2 separate regions of the Mus musculus genome follow, and region 2 is linked to region 1. Evidence: chromatin contacts called from public HiChIP or PLAC-seq data. All regions are on one chromosome and are shown on one strand. The core of a region is the stretch at or near the end of the contact, and the rest is flanking DNA. Distances in the headings are between cores, read along the strand shown.

Region 1 (5,162 bases), core at 305-2,804:
TCCCTAAGCCTGTGAAGTTTTATGAAAATCTGCTTTAATATGACAGCTCAGAATCCGCACTCTGTGTATGGTTAGCAGAAATCAAACATTCATGACCTTCCTGTGCTCCTGGGATGCAGGTCTCATGCTTTAGCCTTATTGAGACATCATTTCTCATCCTGACTTCCCCTGTACTCCAAACCTACATACTACCCCTCCTCCAGGAGCTTCATGTAGTGCCACTGTGTCTTATTTAAGTGGTAAGGGGCAGAAAGTCCCTATGATACCAAAGCTCTGACAGCAGATCTCTCTATTCAATGGTCTGAGGCCCAGCCCAAAGCTGTGCTGGGGAAATGGAGCTTAAGGCCCATGCAGGGGCTATATTCTCAGTGACACAGATTAGAATGTCTCCTAGTTTGCTGTGTTGTTTGTTCATCTGAATATGGCCCTCTGTAGCCCAGGCTGGGCTCACTCACTCTGTAGCCCAGGCTAACTGTGAACTTCTCTCTTGTCTCTACTTCCATGTGCTGGGATTATAGCCAAGTTTAGAGAGTGGTGGGGTCAACCCAAAGCCTGATCATGCTGGTCAAGCACTCTACCAACTTAGGCACGTCCTTCCCCCTACTAGTGTTATTTATGATTGGCAGTATAATTACTATTACTTCTGAGGTTCTGAGATGTTCCTGCCCATTGTTATACCAGAATGCATCTTTGGGGCCCATGAAACAGTGACTTTACTTTGAGGAATGCTGTGAAGTGAAAATGGGTTTGAGTAACTTTGACTCTTTTCCTTTTAAATATATTTATGTATGAGTGTTCGTCTTCCTGTATGACTGCATGACAGAAGAGGGGATCAGAGTCCATTGTAGAAGGTTGTGAACCACCATGTGGTTGCTAGGAATTGAACTTAGGACCTCTAAGAAAGGACAACCAGTGGTCTTAACCACTGAGCCATCTCTCCAGTCCCTTGACCCTTTTTTCTTAAAAGTGATCTTCAGAGGGCTACAGGGCATGTTGGCTGGCACCAGGATGGTGCACTGATGGTAGCCATGTCTGTCTCACAAGGTGGCCAGGAAGCTGTAGGAGCTTCTCGTTCATGTAATGGTCCTCTAAGACTTCTGTGACATCAGGGCCATCTTCCAGGCTAAGATGGCTCCCTAGATTGCTGATACCTGCCTTCTGTCCAGCACTGCATCGTCCACGCATGTCCAAGGCTGTGTCCCCCTTCAGCATCACCACTCGGTAGTTGTAATTTCGCCTTTTATCAGAAGCCGATACATTTTCATCAGCATCAGATCGAATTTCTATGTATTCAATATCTGAGACAGTAAGCAGAGTAATTTAGAGAACCTACACTACACCTTTGTCACTTAAACACATCGTCATAGAAGCCTGGGACGACAGTGAGTCTGATGTCCTTAGGAGCACTGGCTGCCTTGCAAACTCTCTGGCCAGGAAGACTCAGATCATGTGGTCTGCCCAGATGCAGCCTGGATGGCCCACCCCCGCCTGGGCCCAGCTCTTTTCTAAGAGTTTCCTTTGGGTACTTTTCTTATCACACTTGGGCCTATCCCTATCTGCGCTTTCACAGAACCCATTATGTCATCAGCTAAATGTGTCTGCTGCAGCCAATATGAGTCGTACAGGGCTTTGGAAGAGAAACTGCATTTTCATTTTGTTGTAAGATGTTGCAAAGATAAGAATTCTTAGAAAACTCTCAAAGACTTGCTCAGGAAGGGGTTTGAGAAGGCAAAGCTGGCAACTAAGGTCATACAGGAGAGGCTGTGGGCAGAGCTTTGGAACAAGCATTTGAGACACACCATGTTAGTTACCTTGCCCACGATAGGTACTCCGCCAAAGATCACGAATAATTTTGTTGATTTCTTCCATTTTCATACTGTGAAATTTCATAATTGCTCTGGAAAAAGGAAGTCAGTTTTACTTAATACAATATGTACTATTTATATGAAAGACATAACTATGTAGTAGTATATGCTAAATTATATATGAATATGTATACTAATAATGATAATAATATCACTGCCCTAGTACTTTTTTTTTTAAAGATTTATTTATTTATTATATGTAAGTACACTGTAGCTGTCTTCACACACTCCAGAAGAGGGCGTCAGATCTTGTTAGGATGGTTGTGAGCCACCATGTGTTTGCTGGGATTTGAACTCAGGACCTTTGGAAGAGCAGTTGGTGCTCTTAACCGCAAAACCATCTCTCCAGACCCCTAGTACTTTTAATTAGAAAAGTAGACTATGGAAAGGTCTAGAAAAAAGTTAAACAGGACCAAGCAGTGCCATTTCCCTGGTATTGAGAACTGCCAGGCCCCAAGTTGTCACGCATCTCCGTCTTTTCCTCTGGCATCCAAGGACTTCTTAAAGTACTCAGAAGCTGCAAGGGTTGAGTGTGGTGGTACACACACATACACACCTTTAATCCTGCACTCAGGAGGCAGAGGCCAGCCTGGTCTACACAGTAAATTCCCTAAAGCTATACAGTGAAACCCTGTCTAAAAACAAATCCCCAGAACCTTTTAGAAAATAAATCTTTAACAGACTTCTTTCCTAGGCCCTAAGATCACAATGGAGAGGGATTGGGGGGCAGCCTCTCCAGAACTGGCAAGAGGCCTGTTGCGGGCAGACCTATGTGCTAAGGCTGAGGGTGTAGCTAGCCAGAGGTTCTTGTCGCAGAACAAAGTAAAGTCTCTGGAACTGCTGTCTGGCCATTCTAGAATTTTTATTTCTCTTTGAGACAAGGGTCTCTACAGGCTGTCCTCTAGATCAAGCTGGCCTTGAACTCAGAGATCCACCTGATTCTGATTCATGAGTGTTGGGACTAAAGGTGTGTGCCACCATGCACCGTGGCCAGTTTTTCTAGAATTGCTAAGGTTCATCAAAAGCCAGCCCCTTCTACCTTTTATTTTTTAGATCTGTGAATTTTACCAACCCGAAGGCATCTGTGGCTCAAAAGGAGGCCTTGACTTAGAAGCCTGACTCTCTCATCAGTCACCAGGGCTAGTACCAGTGTGCACTAACCTCCACAGGCCTACCCTTACTTCAATTCTCTTTTAAAGCAGTAGTCTCTAGACACTGAAAGAAGAAATGCTTGTGAAAGCCAAAGCTTCCTGTTAAACCTGAACACCATGCCTGCCCTAGCTACCTCAGCTCTCAGGAGACAGGACTAACAAAGTCACTCCAGTGGTAGGAAGGCAAGTTTCACAGCTATCACCATGCAAAGGATGTGCGCGGACTCCCTTCCATTTGCTGGCCTCTTATCTGATATATACAAAAAAAGAAACTAAACGTAATGCCGCTGCCTCTGTACAATCATTCCGTGATCTTCTGGTCACCAGCCAAAGAGAAAGAAATGACTCAACATAAATACGTCTAAGTATCAGATGCAGGCTGCTGAAACAGTAAGCCTGGAGAAGCCTCTCTGCTTCACCAGGTCTCCATTTTCTAACCCACGCTCATCTCTGCCTGATACTTTATGCTTCTTTCATAAAGTGTAGACAAACCAGCTATTATTTTCTTAAAAAGGGAAAATGGTAACAAAAAGTATTTCACAGAATGTTTCGAGAACCAATCATATGTGAAGATTACTTTTCCAAAGCTTTATATGCTAGGATCCTAATTTTATAAATGGCCTTTTAAAATGTTATTTTTTTCCTCTGGTTGGTAACTAACATAAATAAGCTTGTGAATGGAGAACACACACCAAGTAGGGTAGAGAGTCAGAGCAGAGGGAGCCTCGTACAGAAAGGCTCAGGGTGTCACAGAAATGACGACTGCTACAGTTGGTCGGTCGGCTGGCCGGGCAGCTGAAGTTGGGTCTCTCTGGGAGTTAGCAGCACAGTGCGTAACCACTGGGGATGACCAAGGTGACTGCAGTAGGCCATCTAAAGAAGCAGCCACTGACGTAGCTTCACCTTCTGAAAGACAAGCTGTGCTCCAAGTCACATAACATCTCTCCAATCTCCAATTACTACGAAAACAGATCCTATAAAATTTGCCTGAGATACAGAAAGTGGCTAGGAAACTAGCAGCTTTGATTATGGTAGTTTTGTTGTTGTCTGTTTTTAAGGGAGTGAACAGACAAGAGTATTGTCAAATCTTCCAAGCATGTCTACCTTCTGGGTATACAAAGCAGTAGAAAGCAGGAGAAACTGAAAACAGCAAACACTTTTGGGCTTGTTTTTCCTGTGATGAGAGAGGTATCCTAAATGCGTTTAGTCATAAGGGCACTGAATAGAACACGTGCCTGTGGAGCCAGCCTTTCCTGCTGTACATGGAAACCAGGATAAGCACACCTCAGGCAAGCACGCCGTCTACCCCACCCCAGCCCCCTATCTCGGCTTACTGAGTAGTAGTTATCCTTAGAAAGCAAGAACAGTACAGCAGGAAGAGAGTTGTCCAAGGTAACACTGCATATCAGACTAAAGAAAAACTGACGAGCCAGTGACTATAAAAGGAACATTTGCTGCACTAGCACAGAGTTTTGGTAAAAATCACAAGTATATGACAAATGGAAGAAAATGTCTTTTCTTTCATAAAATGTCTCAGTCGGGCATCTATAGCAACAGCAAAAACAATCTAACACAGACATAAACACCCTTCCCACAATAACCAGGAAAGGCGCTGAAGCTTGTAAGACAGGAAAGAGAAAGGACTGAAGTGACAGGCAGCAATGGCACCTGCCACAGTTTCTGCAGGTAAGGTTTGACTGGATACCTAAACATTCAAGAAAATCAACTGAAATATTAAGATTACCCAATTAAGCAGAAATGAGCCTAGGTACGGGGTACAGGCCTTTAATCCATCATTGGGGGATGAATACAGGAGGACCTCAAGCTCACTGACCATCTGAAGTGATGAGCCCTAGAAACCCTCTTCCATACAGAGACCCTGTCTCAAAACAAAACAAAGCAAAAAAGATGAAGAGCTACTAGACATGTTCTCTCCTGTTTCCCCCCCCCCCCCCCCAAGTTAAAGTAACCCGAGGCTGGAGAGATGGCTCAAGTGGATTAGAGTAATAACTACTCTTCCAGAGGTCTTGAGTTCAATTCCCAGCAACCACATGGTGGCTCACAACCATCTGTAATGGGATCTGATGCCCTCTGCTAGTGTGTCTGAAGACAGCTACAGTGTACTCATACATAAAATAAATAATTC
Region 2 (5,219 bases), core at 1,293-3,792, 640 kb after region 1:
ACCACAGCCAGGGTTTTTTTACACCCGATTGTGGATGTAAAAAGGCAAGGCAAGCACTTTATCAACGGAGCCATCTCCAAAGCCCCAGGTGTTTTCTTCTGACAAATTTGTTTGCCTTCTAAACTCATCTTCATTTTATTAAGAAGTGGGGCTTTATTGCATATAGTCACTCAAATATTTGTTAGAGAAGTAGGCCTCATGGTCCTTTGTCAGCTAGGGCACAGGGATCATTTTCTGGGCTTATCACCATCCTCTCCCACTGCTTTTAATAGTTATTGTTTTATCTTGCAGGCACACAAAATATTTACTTCTCTAAATTACTATCACTAGATACTGCACCTGCTTTACAGTTGTTAGAGGAAACAGTATGCAGGATAGCTTTGAATGGTCACTTGTAGCATCCATAGTTCTGCGCATCATTTCCTGAAGATTAATTTGTAAAGTGAACCTGTTGGGTCTACACTGCTTACTACTAAAAACACTTTTTTGAGACAGGGCCTCATGAGCTCAGGCTGACCTTGAATGTACCGGAGGATGACTTTGAACTCCTGATCCTCCTGCCTTCACCTCCCAGATGCTACAATTCGTGATGTATGCCTTCATGGCCGGTAAAGATGTAGCCCAAACTGGCCTTGAACTGGAGACTCTCGTGCCTCACTGTCTTTGCCATCTGCCTACTGGCATGTGCCCTACAACCAGTTTACAATGTCTATATTTTGCCAAATTGTTATTCTCTATAATTTCTATCCATGTCTTTAACCCTTTGTTCTCTTAATCCACAGCCATACCTTACTTTTAATAACTGACAAAAGATATGAATTGTAATGTTGTTGTTTGCTTTTAAGACAGTCTCGGGTAGCTCAGCCTGGCTTTTAACTTGCTATGTAGCTAAAGATGACTTTGAGCTCATCTTCTTGCCTCTACCTCCCAAGTGCTGGGATTGCGTGTGAATTACTACATTTAGTTTTCTGTTTTTATTGATATTTTCTTTTATTACTTGTGGAACTAACTAGTATTTACTAGCCATTTGCGTTTTATCTTTTCTGGTTTACTTAATCAATTTTTTAGTTTTAAAATGTTAACATTATATTTATTTTATTTTTGCTCAAGAGAGGATCGCATATAGCCCAAGGTGCTCTGAAATTCTCTTCATAGCCAGCGACGACCTTGAACTTCTGATTCTCCTGACTCAACCTCCCAAATTCTATATTACAAGCATGAGACAACCATCACAACCTAGTTTATTTGGTACTGGGAATCAAACCTGGGGCTTCATACATTCTAGGTAAACACTACCAACTGAGCTGTGTCTCTAGCCTAGTTGGCTTCTTTTACTGTCTGTCCGTCTGTTTGTCTGTACTACTACATCTGTGAGCATGTGTGTAAGAGTGTATGTGTGAGTGTGTGTCAGTATGTGAGTGAGTAAGAGTGTATGTGTGAGTGTGTGTCAGTATGTGAGTGAGTAAGAGTGTATGTGTGAGTGTGTGTCAGTATGTGAGTGAGTAAGAGTGTATGTGTGAGTGTGTGTCAGTATGTGAGTGAGTATGAGTGTGTGTGTGTGTGTGTGTGTGTGTGCACGCGTGCACATTTGTACTTCTATGTGCTGTGAATCAAACTCAAGTCTTCTGCAAGAGCAGCCAGTACTTCTAACTGCAAAACCATCTTTCCAGCCCCTGGCAAATAAAATCTAAACTCATTTTGTTAAGCTCAAAAAAAAAAAAAAGAGAGAGAGAGAACAAATTAAATATAAACACAACTTTGGAGAGAATCTGCACCTTTGTAATGCTCTACATATACAGACATATAGAGAGAATCCAAGTCCGTGTGCATGTATAGCCCAGGCTAGCTTAGACTCTCTATCCTCTACTGAAGCTTCCCATGGGATGACCTGCAATGGCTTATAAAGCTTAGTATTTTAATTGGTCTGCACCCCATTCTCTAACATCACCCATCATGGTCTTGCCTAGGGATGTAGAATGAGTGATTCGCCTTTGCAGATTCTGATGGTTCCAGGCCCTCTGGAGGTTCACATCTGCCTTGTGATTTCTCCTTCCTTAAGCAACTCTAGAGCACCAACTCTTTTCTTTCCCAGTGCCAGATGGCTGAGTGACGTGCGGGCCTGCGCATCGAGTGACAGAGGTGATGAATGGTCAGGGAAGCAGGGGCTGGCCTTGTGGCTTTCAGTTTGACTCTCCACAGGCGTTGCTGACCGAGTCCTGTCTTTCACTCCTGATCCTGCTGCTGCTGGGAATTCACCCTGCAAAATCTCTCACCACATGGATCTCCTGGTGGCCTACCCCAAATGTTTAATGTTCCATCGCCACTTCCCTGTTTGGGCGTTTTCACTATGCAGATCTTGATTTTTTATTTCCTTTTTTGGAAATTATTTTGCATGGGATTGACATCTAGCATGCACTTTGGGTGGATTCATTCCTGTTGTGTCATGGCTGAGCACTTGTGGTTGGTCCTGGTGTTTCTACAAATACAGAAGACATTCTCTTTCATCCTCTCTAGGGTTTGCCCCCTCCCGGAACCAGGGCCTAAAAATAGCTTAGCGATGAGGTGACTGAGGTTTTGTTTATCCTTCTACTAAAACATAGTGGCTCCTGAGGTCCGCACTCCTCTTTGAAGACAATTAGCTCTTGCTTTCTCCATTTTCCCAATTAAAAAAAGTTTCTATTCCTAATTTTAGGAGAAGAGAGAGAGAGAGACAAAGAGAGGGGGAGAGAGAGAGAGGGCAGAGAGAGAGAAGAGCGAGAGAGAATGCTCACGCACCGAGCAAGTATTCTCTAGACCAAGTATTCTGACGTTATTCCTCCTTTGTAGGCAGACTGTTGCTCTGCTCTCCTCTGGCCAGGAGCCAGGAAGCTGAGTACACCTTTTTTTCTCTGTGTACCTTTTGCCTCAGTTTCTCAAGAGAGCTCTGGGAATTGGGTCTCCTTCCAGATCCAGGGGATACGCCACCCTCTTAAGAATTCTCTTTGCTCTCCCTGGACCTCCACAATTTCCCCCTTCCACCCCTAACAGGATCTTCCTGTCTTTCTTTTTCTCCCTCCATTTCTTCTTCCTGGGCAGACACGAGCTACTTAGAAGGCGTTCACCTCCAGCCCTCATTCACTGTGAGCCATTAATGGCACAACAGAACATGGGGTCTTGAGCAAATTTCCAGAGACTGCGGGGTCCACAGGTGGTGGTGGCAACAATAAGTTATGCACATGCAATCCTGATTTCTCTTGCTTTGTGTTAAGTCCTAAGCAAACGCAGTGGTGGTCATCACTGGGTAAGAACTTTGTAACACGGTTTACCAGATGGTCTTTAGGACATCAGATCCTCAGATACCCACATTATCTTTTGACCTCCAATTTATTGCTGGAAATCATCTGGCCTAACTCGGGCGGAGAGAGGTTGATGCCTCACTGGCTCAGAAAAATAGCCTGGGTCTTCAGGAGATGGAAGAAGTGATGATATTATTGGTGTTTTATACAAAAAGTCCCAGTTCTGGGAATCCCTACAGACTAAACTCAGCTTCCCATTCCAGTACACGAATTAGAGAGATAGGTTGGTCTGGGGATATGTAGTTCAATTGGTAGTGTTCTTGTCCATCAAACACAAAGTCCCAGGTCTCCTGCCAGCACAGGGTAGACTTGGTGTGGTGGTGCATGCCTGTAATCCCCACACTTGGGAAGAAGAGACAGGGGGATCTGAAATTCAAGGTCATCCTCGGCTACATGCCAAGTCTGAGGTCAACCTACTACATTCTGCCCACCCCCCAAAAAAAGTTTTAAATCAAGAGAGATGAATAGTTGTGAATGACAGAGAAAGGGAGTCTAATCTAAGTGGCTGTGTTAGGAAAAGTCAGAGATAAAGGGCTTCAGAGACCCAAAGTCTGTCATTGGAGCATTGGCTTGAACGTAAGTTGAAATAGAGGGTGAACTGGATTTTAGGTCACAATGTATGCGTAATTAAGAAATCCTGGTAAAGGCCATTATCTCAGTTCTGGTTCTTTGAGGCAATCTGAAGAAATTGTTATCACGTTCATCCCCAAAGATATCTGCTACCACTCCAGGGCAGGGCCTCAACATCATAGATAAACACTACCATTTGGTGGGTTATCTGTCCTAGACTTGCTGTTTGTTATTGGAGAGTGACTTCAGTCCCTTGTCATAAAGATGTCTATCAGCCATTCCTGATATCCTTGGAATACTGGGCAGACAAAGGCGATAGGGAGTCAGGGGGGTAATGATAAGGAGGAGAAATGGAACCATAAAAGGACAAAATAGAGTGAATGAGGTTAGTGACTACTACTCTCCTGTAGTAGTGTGGACCGGACAGGGATCCTCTCTCAGGGATCAGAGATGTGGCCGTGAGGTTTAGAGGAAGGAGAACCTTAGGCCATACTTTCTGGAGGAAGGAGATGAGACCATCCTGGCAGGAGCCTTATGTCTCCCCTCCCTAGGCAGTCAGGAAGTGCCAAACATGACAAAAAAGGGAGACATTTCTTATTCTCGAAACATCCACCTACATCTGTAGCCTCTCTCTCTCTCTCTCTCTCTCTCTCTCTCTCTCTCTCTCTCTCTCTCTCTCTCTCTCTCTTTCCTTCCCTCCTTCTCTCCATCTGTCTGTCTTTCTGTCTCTTTGTGTGTGTGTGTGTGTGTGTGTGTGTGTATGTGTCTGTCTCTGAATCGTTTGAATTACATATCAAACCCTTTGTTGCAGAATGGTATAAATATCTTTTACATTCTATTCCTCTTTTAGTTTTTTTTTTTTTGATGGTGGTTTTAGCATGCAGAACTTTTAGATTTGCATGTGTCAGAACTTCAAGTCTACTAACTTTTTCCTTTGTGGTTTCTACATAGAAAGACTTTCCCCATCCCCAGCCAATACAGCTTTCATCTATTTTCTTCTTGAACTTGCTTTTCAATGTCTTTACATTATACTTTGTTTTGCAACAAGCCCCAGCCTTGTATAGCCAGAGACACATGCACAGAAGCCTTCTTGGGAACCTGTGGGAACCAGTGGTTTGACCACTGTTCACCCTCAGGGTGGTAGACACAGGAAAACCTACAAGAGTTTTGATTTGTCTTCCTGTGATTCTGAAAAAAAAAAAACAAAAACAAAAACCCCTCAGGAACTCCTCAATTATTAGTCTTTTTAAAAAATCTCTTCAATTATTGCCACAGACAGGACTCAGTTGGTCCTTCAACCCACAGGGAACCAGG

What was found. HiChIP or PLAC-seq counts read pairs in DNA pulled down with a chosen protein or histone mark.
Region 2: a BATF HiChIP or PLAC-seq map of CD8 T cells shows a contact between it and region 1, with 5 read pairs. The contact joins two enhancer-like sites. A contact is called at or near these places in 1 of 115 datasets of contacts at active chromatin or transcription factors (CD8 T cells) and 1 of 9 other capture datasets (macrophages).

Annotation. Positions count from the first base shown.
Region 1 is chr11:53,653,722-53,658,883 of GRCm38.p6, forward strand. It overlaps Rad50 (RAD50 double strand break repair protein), which reads right to left. Exons shown (of 25, transcript NM_009012.2): 22 at 1,812-1,897; 23 at 1,156-1,298. Among named protein-coding and RNA genes, the nearest start is that of Il13, 22 kb to the left of the region's middle. Within about 2 kb of position 1,555, at least 51 of the 459 cell types and tissues checked have an H3K27ac peak or open chromatin away from gene starts, as enhancers often do. A contact at or near this core is called in CD8 T cells, where this site is marked.
Region 2 is chr11:54,292,104-54,297,322 of GRCm38.p6, forward strand. No RefSeq gene overlaps it. Among named protein-coding and RNA genes, the nearest start is that of Gm51861, 9.0 kb to the right of the region's middle. Within about 2 kb of position 2,543, at least 9 of the 459 cell types and tissues checked have an H3K27ac peak or open chromatin away from gene starts, as enhancers often do. A contact at or near this core is called in CD8 T cells, where this site is marked.